Linked DNA regions of Sus scrofa: all the other regions are linked to region 3. Evidence: chromatin contacts called from public HiChIP or PLAC-seq data. All regions are on one chromosome and are shown on one strand. Each heading gives the region's core, a stretch centred on a gene start, on an enhancer-like site or on the middle of the called end of the contact. The rest is flanking DNA. Distances are from core to core; before and after follow the strand shown. Region 1 holds the start of SNX11 (sorting nexin-11). Region 2 holds the start of SP2 (transcription factor Sp2). Region 3 overlaps COPZ2 (coatomer subunit zeta-2).

Region 1 (4,106 bases), core at 416-2,915, 72 kb before region 3:
CTTTTCTTTTCTCTTTTCAGGCATTGGTTAATTACCAGCACAGGAGCAGACAGTTAAATACACTGAACCGTTTTTCCTACAAAAGGAACAACAGGAGAGATGCTAACAAGGAAATCCACACACTCAGAAGAGCTCGAACATCCACAATGCCTTGAAAGGTTTCCCAAATTCAGGACCATAGTTTAGTAACTTAATGGTCATCACTCTCAGGCTCAAGAAGAGTTTGCCTAGGACTCTGAACCACCTCCAAAAGCAAGTTCCCCTCCTTTCCTTTGGGAATCATACCACTTAGAAACTAAAAGCTATAAACTGGCTTTAAAAATCCTAGGATCTCCAAGATGGTATAAACTTAAGTCTAAGTTCACAAAGCACTAAGAAAGTTTCAATGGTAACTTTCCTTAGAAACAACGGGGCCACAAAAACCTAGACTTCAAGTAATAATTTTCAGCAACTACTATTCTCCATCAGCTTCCTCCCTGTGCACTCCTTAGGAGGAAATAAAGCTCATTTCAGCCCTTGGAGGGAAGAAGGAAGTTCTTAATTTTAGCTCCATGATCTAGGAGATGGATCCATGTGTCATCTGACTAAGTATAGTTTCAGCTACTTACTTGGCACCAGCACCAGGAAGTGTAGCTTCCTGCGACCCTACAATCACATTTGAAGTTTTCCTTTGCTTTTCCCAGGACCTCCAAGGAAAACCCAGTTTGTTTATAGGGTAGATTCCTTGTAAAGCTTTCCAATGCCTCAACAATTCAAGGTAGCAATTCAAGGCTTTAACTCCACCATTTTCCCTCAGATTTAAACTACTTCAAGAGACAGGTTAAGAAAAAAAAATCAGGTGATAAAAAGTATACTGAGCCACCAAGACGCTCATCCTTGCTTACTCAGCCTTCAGCTCTTGGTGCCAGATGGCAACTCAAAAACTCTGCTTCGGAGAAACACTCACAGGTGGTAGAAGGAGCTCTCCTGTCTGACCAAGCTCTGCCTGTTCTCAACCAAGCAGCTATGCTCCATCTTTTGGTGATCTGCAACTTGCCACTCTCTCCACTTGCAAGCTGAGACACAAAGGCGACCACAATCTAGTGCAAGAGTCTTCTGGGTCCTCGTAAAATATGTGTCATTAGTCTTAGTCCTAGCGTTTGGCTAAAAGTCTCCAAACTTTTACTCCGGCCACACCCCCTGTGTTCCTAACGAACTAGGAGCAAAAAAGGCCACATAGTCCTTACTCCCTTTTGCCTACTAAGCCTGAGGAGTGGGAAGGAAAGATGCTTTACACTTTATAAATAAGTGGAAAAGCCGGTTTCCTTCCTCGGATACTGAGCTAGCCCTGCCTTCATCTCTGGAGAGGAGTCGGTTCCTTCCTCAGGATGTCCAGCAAGGTCCCCACCCTAAGCGCCACTGCTGACGCTCAAGCCTGCAGGCCTTACCTAAGACCAGAGCCCACGCCCCTTCACCTGACAGCAGCACCCACTCCCCGCGGACCCGCCCACTCCCCCTCACCTGAAAGCAGCGCCCACTCCCCACAACGACACCGCTGACAGCCCAACATATAGTCAGAGTCCCGGCTTCTCCTTCCGGGTGAGCTGCCGGCGCCCCGATGCACGACGGGAGAAAGTTGCCGGCGCGCCAATCCCGGGTGCCCAGACGCCCCGCCCCGCAGGCCCGGGCTCTCAGTGGCAGCCTCGCCCCGGCGGTGCGCTCCGCCCAGCGCTGGCCACTGCTGGAGTAGCTATTCCTACCTCTCCCCTGGGAGGCTGCAGGGTGGACGTGGGCGTGGGGAGACAAGAGGCTCTGACGTCCAATCCAGAGCCGCATCCCACCCATCGTTGTCAGGCCCAGCCAATCAGTGGCCAAGGAACAACCCCGAAACATCCCAAAGTGGGTCCCGGGGCAGAGTGTGAAGGGATGATCAGCGGTCTAGAGTGTGGCAGAGTCCAAAGCGTGGGAACCTCGCTGAGCCTGGGCGAGTCCCCATGTGAACCCTGGCTCCAGTTCCCCGGCTTTACCAAGGAAACACCAACTCAGATTCGAAGACCAGATTGTCGGAGCGAAAACCGGCTGAGGACTTTGCAGCAAACACCGGTTTCACTTGCGGAGCAAGCCCTAGGAAAGATCGTCCAGCCAGTTAGTAAGAAAGAAAAATACATTGACTACGATGTTTATGTTGTTGAAATGCCTTTTAACTATCTGCTTAAAAATAATTTTAGAAAAGCTAATATCAAGGGAAAAGTTGCAGTCGCAAATACGAGCTCTGGAGTTTAAAGACCTGGGTACAATGACCAGCACTACGCTGACCGTGTGATCTTAAATCTTTATGTCTTAAGTTCCTCTTCTGTAAGGTGGAGAAATCTCATAAGGTAAGGTCCACGTACCCCAAAGCAGCTTTTCTCAAACTTGTTGGTCTCAGGATCCCTTTACATTCTTACAAATATTTAAGGACCCCAAAGAGCTTTTGTTTATGTGGGATGTTCACCGGATTAGAAATTAAAACTGAGAAATTAGAAAAACGTATCTATTCACCTAAAACTAATAACAAACCATTACATGTGAACGTAATTTATTTTATGAAATATAACTACACTTTCCAAAACCCAAAAAAATTATCGAGTAGAATGTTATTCTATTACCATTTTGCAAATCTCTTTCATGTTTGGCATAATAGAAGACAGCTGAATTCTTGTATTAGCTTCCCCATTCTCTCTTGTGATTTTGTTTTGGACTAGGAAATGAAGAAAATCTGGTCTTACACAGGTACATAGATGACAAGGGAGAAGTATCTTTAGCCTTCGATAATTGTGGATACTCTTATTGTATACTAGCAAAACTCATCAAATTGTAATTTTTTTTTCTTTTTCTTTTTTGGCCTCACCCACAACATGTGGAAGTTCCCCAGGCCAGGGATCAAACCATTGCCACAGAAGCAATTGGGGCCACTACAGTGACACACCAGGCCCTTAACCCACTGCTCCACAAGGGAACTCTAAATGGTAGTTTCTTTAAGGTTAGTTGCAATGGGAAATCTGAAACCATTTGGAAAATACTGGTTTTCTGAGTAATGTAGATCTTCCAAATATTAATGTATTTCACTTTTCAGTTTTTTTTTTTTTTTGTCTTTTTGCCATTTCTTGGGCCGCTCCCTCGGCATATGGAGGTTCCCAGGCTAGGGGTCGAATCGGAGCTGTAGCTGCCAGCCTACACCAGAGCCACAGCAACGCAGGATCCGAGCCATGTCTGTGACCTACACCACAGCTCATGGCAACGCCGGATCATTAACCCACTGAGCAAGGGCAGGGATCGAACCCGCAACCTCATGGTTCCTAGTCAGATTCATTAACCACTGCGCCACCACGGGAATTCCACTTTTCAGTATTTTAAATATCACGTTTATTAAAATGTGATTAAAAATCACATTTAAGGGGTTCCCGTCATGGTGGCACAGTGGAAACGAATCTGACTAGGAACCATGAGGTTGTGGGTTCAATCTCTGGCCTCACTCAGTGGGTTAAGGATCTGGTGTTGCTGTGAACTGTGGTGTAGGCTGGCAACTAGCTCCGATTGGACCCCTAGCCTGGGAACCTCCACATGCCGCGAGTGCGACCCCTAAAAGCCAAAAAAAAAAAAAAGTCACATTTATTAAAAGCATCACTGAATTCATCAGTCTTGCAAAGTTGCCATCAAGCTCACTGGTGAATACTTCATTTTCCTATAATGGCAGAAAAGTTTTCCCTTCTTTTCTAGGTTCTTTGGCTGAAGTAAGACAAATTAACAGGAGAAAAAACAATTTTGTACTTAGAGGAGCCCCATAAAAATGATACCCAAGGGCAAGTTAGGCAGTGGAGACTCATATGCCATCTTGAGCTGAAGACTGGGCTAGGAGCCTGGGGCTTCAAAGTAGGGTAGGGCAATTCACAGGACTAGAAGGAGAGCAGGTGTTTGGTAATTAGAAGTTTGCCCAGGAAGTTCCCTTGTGGCACAGTGGGTTAAGGATCCAGCGTTGCCTCAGCTCTGGCACAGGCAGCAACTGCAGTACAGGTTTGATCCCTGACCCAGGAACTTCCACATGCCACAGATGAAGGGAAAAAAAAAAGTTTGCCTAGTCATCCTGA
Region 2 (4,258 bases), core at 999-3,498, 130 kb after region 3:
CCTATTACAGCAAAGGAACTATTTAGATGACAAGAAACGATGCAACTTCTCCAAAAGGCTGCTATTCATCAAGAAAAGAACCAGGAAGTTCAAGGCCAAGATATCGAAATGAACTGCCCTCTCTACTGTTACGCCACGAGGCTCCTTTAACATCTGCCAAATCTTTTCAAAGCTTCTTCTCTCCTCTGACAGGTTCCTGAGGCCCAAACTTAACAGAATCTGAGAAAAGAGCCTGCCAGTCTATGTGCTGTCAACAGTGAGGCCACACTCTTCCTCCTGGAGTCAGTTCTCCCTGCTGAGCCGTCAGGCGACGCTCCAATTATTAAATAATTCTACTTGGGTCTCCTTGGTAAAGAGACTGTGTCTTTAGCAGCCTAGCTCAGGGGGTTCATAATTATGTCAGACCGACTTTTTTTCCCCTTCTCTCTCTCATTGTTGCTTCTTTTAAACAAAGAGGTTAAGCCTCTGTACAACCAAGTGGAAGAACTAGAAATAGACAACTTACCAATCATCCCAGCCAATGAGAATCCATTTCCAACAGGTATTAATGCCTGTTAGAAGCCACTGGAACACTGACATCATCAGCCCAATGGATAGGTTGTCTGACAGATTCGCGCCCTTCATAGCACACAAGAATTTAAAACAAAACAAGACACTGCAGTTATATTTATTATTGCAGACAACAGGTTTGTGTTATCAAATCAAAGTTACTCCTATGGTGTAGACTCCACCATCATTCCATTCAAAGCCTCTGTGAGCTGGCCAACACCCTAAACTTTCCAATCCTAAAAATTTTAATCTAAAATGCCAATTCAACACTTAGCCCTCCACTGTGATACTTAATGCCTTCTGGGGTACAGCATACAAGTTTTAGACAGTGCATGCCAATGTACCTTCTATTTCCAAGGAAACCCATGTAATGGGGGCCCGCATGGGCCAATTCATTGCTTAAAGCAGATCTCCTGGCTCCTCCCTCCCTTTCTCTAAGAAAACGATTAAGTGACCAAGAAGTAGCCTCAGAAGAAGAAACAAACTTAGGAGAATGTGCACTGAGAAAAGCCAGACTGAGTCCCTTCGGATCAGGTTAATTAAGAAACAAACACAACAGTATATTGGAATCAAAACCAAAGAATGCACTGAGGACAGGTTTCTCAACTGCCCAGAGGAGAAGACACAGTTCCTTTTCATCTAAAATTAGAAAGCCACCGGGAACATAAGCCAAGAAAGCATGGGTAGGAGGCTGAGAACCATAAGTCAGCAACGGGGATGGAGAGGGGGTGGAGGAAGAAAGTTAAGCATCCATTTTATTGCTTCTGTCATTCCTTCGGTTTGTTCCTGGCCTTTGGGATTCAGCAGTGCTCCCTCCCCCCGCCCCCCCAACGGGATGCCTGGTACAGGCTGGAAGTTCTGTTAACAAGTTCTTAAACGTCCCACAATTTTGCTAAGAGCTGGCAGATATCTAGCTGGAGGCTCAAGGATGCAAGTGAAATATTAAAAGGTTTCTGCCCACCCCGCAGTCTAAGCAGAGAGGTCATCTACCTAGGGAGTGCCCTCATGTCCTGACACCATCTCTCGACTGGGATACATCAGTAACTCGGTTGGCTTCCAAGCCCAGCAGTGCCCATGTGGTTGGCGCCCTCGGAATTTCAAGCATTCCCCCGCCCCTCTCTGCTCTCGGGAGAATCCTGAATCACTGGTGGGCAAATAGAGTGAGAATGCAAAAGGGTCCCCGAACACAGGGCAAGCGCACAGGGCGTCGACCGCCTCCTCGAAGCCGACCCAGGCAACGTCTCCGGGCCTGGCAGCGCTCAAGCGGGTCGGCCAGGCCGAGGGGGGTGCCAGGCCGGCCCCGGGTGCCCGCTCCTCTCGCCAGCCCCCGGAAGCGCCGCCCTCCCGCCCAGCGGGCTCCGAGGGGGCGGGGAGTCGAACACCCCCTTCCGGGTGCCTCCGCCCGGCTGGCCAGCCCCGCTCCTCCTCCGGGCGGGAATCCTCCCTCCCCGCCCCTCCCGGAGCCGGGCCCCGGCGCCAGGCCCGGCCCCAGGGGGGAACCCTCAGCCCCGGCTCCCCCTCCCTGCGGCCTCTGCCCGTCTTCCCGACCCTTGAGAGCCGGAAAGACCCCGCCGGCAGCGGCCAGGACCCACCGCTCATTACGACATCTTCCTCCCTGGCCTCCGCCGCCTCCGCCGCCACCGAGAGCCTGACACCGCCCGCCTAGCACCCACCAATCCCGGAGCCCGCCACCGCCCGAGCGACGGCAGCGTTCACCAATTAGAGTTCGGTACATTGGGGACCGACAGCAGTACTAACCAATCAAAGAGATGTATCTAGAGCGACGTTGGTTTGGCCAATAAACCTGTGAAATGTCACTGATGGACCGTAGAGGGCACCAACCGGAAGCCTACTGTAGAATGAACGACATGTCCGCCAGCCAACTGGCGGGAGGCAAAGTCCCGCCCACGAGGTGGTTGATGGACAGCAACAGGAAGCTGGATAAGGCGGGGCTTAGCTGAGGAGTGGTTTTGTATTGGTAGTGGTTGACCTTCCACCCACCTCTAACCCAGAAGATGACTGACAGATCTGCCCTAAAGCCAATCAGAAGTCCTCAGGGTGAGGCCGAAAAATGCCCTATAAATAGCATCTACTTTGCACCTTAATCGAGTGTTGCCCTGGCCTGGCGAGGGTTCCTGCGCTTCGGCCACTCAACTACTGCCTGGTGAGTGGAAAACCACCAGTCTCATTTAGTCCCTCACCCTTCATCGCTTCTGGAGAGGGGAATGAGCCCCGAGGTGACTTTGTACAGCGAGGCGTTGGAGTCGGACACAATAGCGAGAGTTGGGGCTGTGTGACTCTTCTGAAGTGAGGGGATTATTTTCATCGTCTCAGTTGAAATCCCTCTTAATCCTCACATGGTTATTTATTGCATCGACTCCTTGATTTGGGCACAGAATCACCCGAAGCTCTCCAAAAAGTAGATTCCCGGGGCCGCCTCATGTGTCCGGGGCAAACCTGGAATATGCATTCTAACCAGCGCCTCCGGTGGACAGAATTGGTCCGTGCCCGACTCACCTCCTTAAATGAGGTGCTGTGAGTACAGCACTTGGCAGGAGCTACGTGGGTAGGTTTCTCTTTCCTATGGATGCGAACTTGGGAAGGCATTCATTAGTAAGAAGAAATCCATTCTGGTTTCAGACCAGCCTGTATTTGAAGTTTTACACAGTCCACTTGCAGAGAGGCAGGGTACCGAAACTCCCTGCACCTTATGGAAAAAAGAGGCTAATTGCAACCACACCTTAGAGCAATGGCTTTTTTTCTTTACTTTTCTTCTCGTTTTTTAAAATCATAGCCCCACAGTGAGAAATACATTTGCATTATGACCTATTACACTTATAACTCCTGTGAGAGTATGATAAAAGTTTTCAGACACAATACTTACCCTTTCTACTTGTGATGCACTGATGTTTTCTAGCCTGTCCTCTTATTTTTTTTGTTTGTTTGTTTTTTGTTTTTTAGGGCCACACCTGTGGTATATGGACATTCCATGGCTAGGGGTCAAATTGGAGCTGCAGCTGCCAGCCTACACCACGGCCACAGCAACACCAGATCCGAACCACATCTGTGACCTACACCACAACTCACAGCAATGCCGGATCCTTAACCCACTGAGCAAGGCCAGGGATCGAACCCGAATCCTCATGGATACTAGTCGGATTTGTTTCTGCTGTGCCACAATGGGAACTCCCTGTTGTATTTTATTCTTTATTCCCTCCCTCCCTCCTCTTCCTTCCTTCCTCCCTCTCTCCCTCCCTTCCTTTTCTTGATCAAGACTGGTGGTTTGAAGACCACCCTCCTAAAGGACTCGTGTGATAAAATACAGCACAGAATGCCCCAAACATTGTAATTGTTGAATAAACGTTAATAGTCTCTTCCAGTCCACCCCTCTCAGACTTAACCTTTGACAAAACCAGACTTCAAAAGATACCACTCTTGGAGTTCCTGTCGTGGCTCAGTGGCTAACGAATCCGACTAGGTACCATGAGATTGCGGGTTCGATCCCTGGCCTTGCTCAGTGGATTAAGGATCTGGCGTTGCTGTGAGCTGTGGTGTAGGTTGCAGATGTGGCTCGGATCCCATGTTGCTGTGGCTCTGGCGAAGGCTAGCAGCTACAGCTCTGATTAGACCCCTGGCCTGGGAACCTCCATATGCCGCAGGAGCGGCCCTAGAAAAGGCAAAAAGACCAAAAAAAAAAAAAAAAGATATC
Region 3 (4,331 bases), core at 1,021-3,520:
GGGGCTTGCTGGCTGGAGGGACAATCTGAAGGACCTACCTGGGGTCCCTGCCATGTCTGCATGGTGTGTGCACAGTCGTGTAGATGTGTGTAAACCTGGGGCTGAGGTTGTTTCTTCAGCAGGATATGAGAGTGAACACATCTGAGTGCAGGTGTCTGGCCGGGAACCCTTTGCCAGCTGTGCCACATCAGCAGTGGGGTGGGGTGTGGAGGACATAGTACCAGCTGAAGCCAGAGCTAGGGGTTTGGCTGAGGTATCTGGGCACAGGAAGTGCCAGGCCTGGGACCGTCTCTGCTTGGACGTGGCACTGGGCTGGAGCGCACATGGCATGGTGTCGGGGAGACAGGGCTGCGGCCACACCCAGGGCTGCAGAAGCAGGAACCAGAGGGCTGGGCAGGCCCCAGCCTGGGCTGGTTGTTGGCGGCAGCCAGTTTGGGCTGCACTTTCCGTCTTGGTGGTGGTGGTGGTGGGCCGCCCACTAAGGCCAGGCGGAGGCGAGCTGCTGCCACCTAGTGACCGAGGACTGCAGGGACCCTTAAGAGAAGGTGCTGTAGATCCCCACTCTCGGCAGGGTTAATGTGCTTGACACCGCCCCCCCCAATAATCCTCTCAACTTTCCTCATCTGCACCCCACCCAGGTTCTTCAGTCTGCCAAGGAACAAATTAAGTGGTCCTTACTGAAATGAAGGCGTGCATTCAAGTCTCCCTGCCCCCAGCCCATTCCCACAATCCTGGCAAAAGCACAAAGGCCCTGGGGGACACTAGAGATCCCTCAGTATTCCCAGGCACTCCCAGAACTGACTCCCGAGGTCTCTAGCCAGGGACAATGAGATGCAAAGGTTTGACTTCAGCACTGAGTCACTCCTTCTCACCACCCTGGCTGCCGTTTTGGCCTGGAGACCAAATAAACCTTTGGCATCCTTGGCCTCAGAGCCCAAATAAACCTGCTTTTGTCCCCTGCCAATGGTCTCCCTCTCTCTTGGCCCTGGGAAGGGGATGCGTGTGTGTGTTCATTCTGATAAAGGCTTTTTTTTTTTTTTTTTTTTTGGTCTTTTTGCCATTTTCTTGGGCCGATCCCGAGGCATGTGGAGGTTCCCAGGCTAGGGGTCGAATCAGAGCTATAGCCACCAGCCTACGACAGAGCCACAGCAACTTGGGATCTGAGCCGCGTCTGTGACCTACACCACAGCTCACGGCAACACCAGATCCTTAATCCACTGAGCAAGGCCAGGGATCGAACCGAAACCTCATGGTTCCTAGTCGGATTCGTTAACCACTGAGCCATGACGGGAACTCCCTGATAAAGGCTCCTGCACTCTGTGTGGCTCATCTTCAGGATGCCCAGTACCAGGGTGTATTCTTGTGGTTGTGTGATTGGTGGGGAAGGGGTGGGTCAAGGGAAGCAGACCACTTAACATAGTGAAGGGGTGTGATACTCATTCTGGGACCCTATATGTGGTGGCGAGGACTGGGCATGACTGTGTGACAGGGTAAAAGAGTAATAATGAGAGGAATGGTGCATTTAGGGGGAAAAGGAGAGCAAAAGATTGTACCTACATGGTGGCCCCGCTGGGGATTCTTCTGCTCACATTTTCCATTCTCAGCCTCCAGAAGGGAAGGGCGTAAGATTTCCTCCGGACAAACTGAGGAACGGCATGCGCCTGTTTTTCTTGGCTTGCCCAGGACAAGAATTCCTATGCCAGCGGAATTCCTATGCTGGCTTCTACCCTGGGCACTAGAGCCTGGCAAACTTGCCATGGCTAGGCTTAGGAGCGAGAAAGCACCGGGCAGCTCCCACCTTGCAGTTGTGGGCAGAGCACACCGTGTACTGAAGGTGTGAAGCGTTGCAGATCCAGAGGGAGAGAAGGGCGGAGGGGGACCCTAAGGGCAAATGGGAAGGATGGAGTGACATTTGCGGCGACAGATTTCCCCTTCTCTCTCCGCGTTCTAGAAGCTCCCCTTTTTCTCTTTCTCTGACACATACACTTTTCTTCGTCATGTGCAGAAGACCCAGAGAGTGTCTAATAGTCCGACATACACCCCTCGTTTCCCTTGACCCCCCGGCTAACTGCAGCTGCAGGTCCACGCCCCGCCCTGGCTCCGCCCCTTGGCGCCCGCAGCCGAGGGGAGCGTGGTCCCAGGACCGAATCCACGATCCTTTAGCGACATCTGGAGGGAAAATCGGGAAACGCGCTCCCTGCGGGTCCGCCTTTCCTTTACTAACTCCGCCCCCAGGGCGGGACCGACCCCTTCTCAAGGGAGTTAATCGCTGGCCTCTTACCCCAGCGGCTGGCGTTTCCCTAGTAACCACCCGGCGCGACCTGCAGGCGAGCTCCTAGCCAGCTAGAGCTCACAAATTTCTGCCAGCGACCGCTGAAAGCAAGTGCTGAGCCCTGGGTGTTAAATAGAGGCAGTCCCTGCGGGTTATCACGTCTTACATTACAAAACTCTGCAGGATTGAATATTTATAATGGGCATGACTACTTCTGTAATTAGAGAAAATGATAAAGATATAGTTAGGTAAACAAATCAGTTGTAAATACTGTGTTCCAGTAAAAAAATGCAAAAAGGCCACATCGGAAGGGGAGAAAAGAGTATTCAATTAAATGGTGTAGAGTTTAAGGGCCAGTGTGACGACGGGAAATGAGAAAATTTCCAGAAATACTTGAGCAAATGTTCGGCCTCGTCCGGTATCCGGCTCCATCCACCGCCTCTAAACGACCGACCGCAAGAACCAAATCCGAGGGGCAAATTCGCTTCCTAGCAACCTGGACGCCCCAGCCTGGGCCGCACAATTCCAGTTGTGCAGGGACCAGGATGGGAAGGCCCGGCGCTCCACACAAACTGACTCACCGAATGCTATGGACTATGCACTGCTATCCCCATTTTACGGACCGGCACACCGAGGCTCTGAAAGACTAAAAAGTATTTGCAACAGTTTCCGCAAAGGCGGGCTCAGGAGGAGGAACTGCTGGAGGGAGGTGGCTTTCCCTCGCCCCTTCGCCTAGGGCAGTCCGAAGCCCTCCCCACACAGGGACTGTACCGGGTTAAAAGGAATGAGCCGAAGGGGCAAGGCAATGCGGAAGGGCGACCAGGGAGATGTCCTCGCCCGCTGTGGCCAAAGGACTGTGGAACTGCGAAGAAGCAACCGACCCACCCCCGCGGCAGAGCTAGGGCAGCGCAAAGAGGGCTGCACTGAACCGCTGGGGGACCCAGGGAGCGCGGGCAGAAGGGGCGCGGCTCCTTCCCAGGGACGCCAGGTTTGCAGGGGTGGCTCTCCCCGGGCTGAGACCGAGGGCCCGCTGCGTGCCAGGCTCCCTCTCTGTGCCCCCAGCCCCGCGGAGCCGCCAGAACGGCGGGTCTGGCCGTCTGCCTTGAGCTCTGCCCGCTGGCCCCCCGCCTCTCCCAGACGCCTAGTGAGCGAGAGCGAAGGCGCCGTCCGCCGGGGGCCGGATTTCGGGAAGTGCCGTCGGTGGTTGCTGGCAGGAGCGGCCCTGGGGCCTGGCTTCCCGTCTGCTCTCAACCCCGGGGCTCCTGCCCGTCTTGCCCTCGTGGGCAGAAGCGGGTCTCGAGTATCTGTGGGGAAGGGGCTTCAGGACGTCCCCTTTTCTCCTGCCGAATTGGCACCGGGGCATTTCAGAAACGGAGACACCATGGGCCAGAGGGCTCACACTGTAGCATCAGCGGGACTCGGGTGCAGGGGGGCACGCTAGCCACCCCTAGACCCGGCCAGGGACACAGAAGCAGTACCGCCAGGCCTCAGACCCCCCTTATACCCTTTTGAGCCGGTGGCCCCCTCTCTGGTTCCGCCCCCCCCCCCCCCCGCTTTCCGGCCATTGGCTGGCAGGAAGGCGGAGCTGGTCGGATAGGCCAGTACCCAGACAGTGATGGATGGCTCCCCGCTGCCTGGACCACCGCCGGAGTGTATCTGCTCCGTGGCTCTGTTTGGCTAAGGCAGGAGCAGCGAGGCCTGGGAGTGGGTTGGGGGATGAGCTGGAGACCGGCTTAAGGCTCAGACTTTCTGTGCTCTCAATCTCCCTTGAAACTCTACAGAGAAAAAAAATCTTTTTTTTTTTTGTTTTGTCTTTTTAGGGCCGCACTCACAGCCTATGAAGGTTAGGGGTCGAATCAGAGCTACAGCTGCCGGCCTACATCACAGCCACAGCAACAGCAGATCCAAGCAGCGTCTGCGACCTACACCACAGCTCATGGCAACGCCAAATCCTTAATCCACTGAGTGAGGCCAGGGATCGAACCTGCAACATCATGGATCCTAGTGGGATTCGTTAACCACTGAGCCATGACAGGAACTCCCAGAGAAAAAAGTCTTA

The links. HiChIP or PLAC-seq counts read pairs in DNA pulled down with a chosen protein or histone mark.
Region 1: an H3K27ac HiChIP or PLAC-seq map of alveolar macrophages shows a contact between it and region 3. The contact joins the promoter of SNX11 here to the enhancer-like site in region 3. A contact is called at or near these places in 2 of 5 promoter capture datasets (fetal liver and skeletal muscle), 12 of 47 Hi-C or Micro-C datasets (adipose tissue, blood, embryonic fibroblasts and 7 more) and 2 of 2 datasets of contacts at active chromatin or transcription factors (alveolar macrophages and skeletal muscle).
Region 2: a contact with region 3 is called in an H3K27ac HiChIP or PLAC-seq map of alveolar macrophages. The contact joins the promoter of SP2 here to the enhancer-like site in region 3. A contact is called at or near these places in 1 of 5 promoter capture datasets (liver), 12 of 47 Hi-C or Micro-C datasets (embryonic fibroblasts, epiblast stem cells, fetal skeletal muscle and 8 more) and 1 of 2 datasets of contacts at active chromatin or transcription factors (alveolar macrophages).

Annotation. Positions count from the first base shown.
Region 1 is chr12:24,348,839-24,352,944 of Sscrofa11.1, reverse strand. It overlaps SNX11 (sorting nexin-11), which reads right to left and starts at 1,665. Exons shown (of 7, transcript XM_021067103.1): 1 at 1,501-1,665. CBX1 (chromobox protein homolog 1) reads left to right here and starts at 1,888. Exons shown (of 5, transcript XM_021067108.1): 1 at 1,888-2,124.
Region 2 is chr12:24,152,077-24,156,334 of Sscrofa11.1, reverse strand. SP2 (transcription factor Sp2) reads right to left here and starts at 2,248. Exons shown (of 9, transcript XM_021067084.1): 1 at 2,142-2,248; 2 at 506-618. The coding sequence starts at 512.
Region 3 is chr12:24,277,295-24,281,625 of Sscrofa11.1, reverse strand. COPZ2 (coatomer subunit zeta-2) reads left to right here. Exons shown (of 10, transcript XR_002337149.1): 10 at 639-964. Among named protein-coding and RNA genes, the nearest start is that of MIR152, 13 kb to the left of the region's middle. Within about 2 kb of position 2,270, at least 34 of the 83 cell types and tissues checked have an H3K27ac peak or open chromatin away from gene starts, as enhancers often do. A contact at or near this core is called in adipose tissue, alveolar macrophages, skeletal muscle and 2 more, where this site is marked.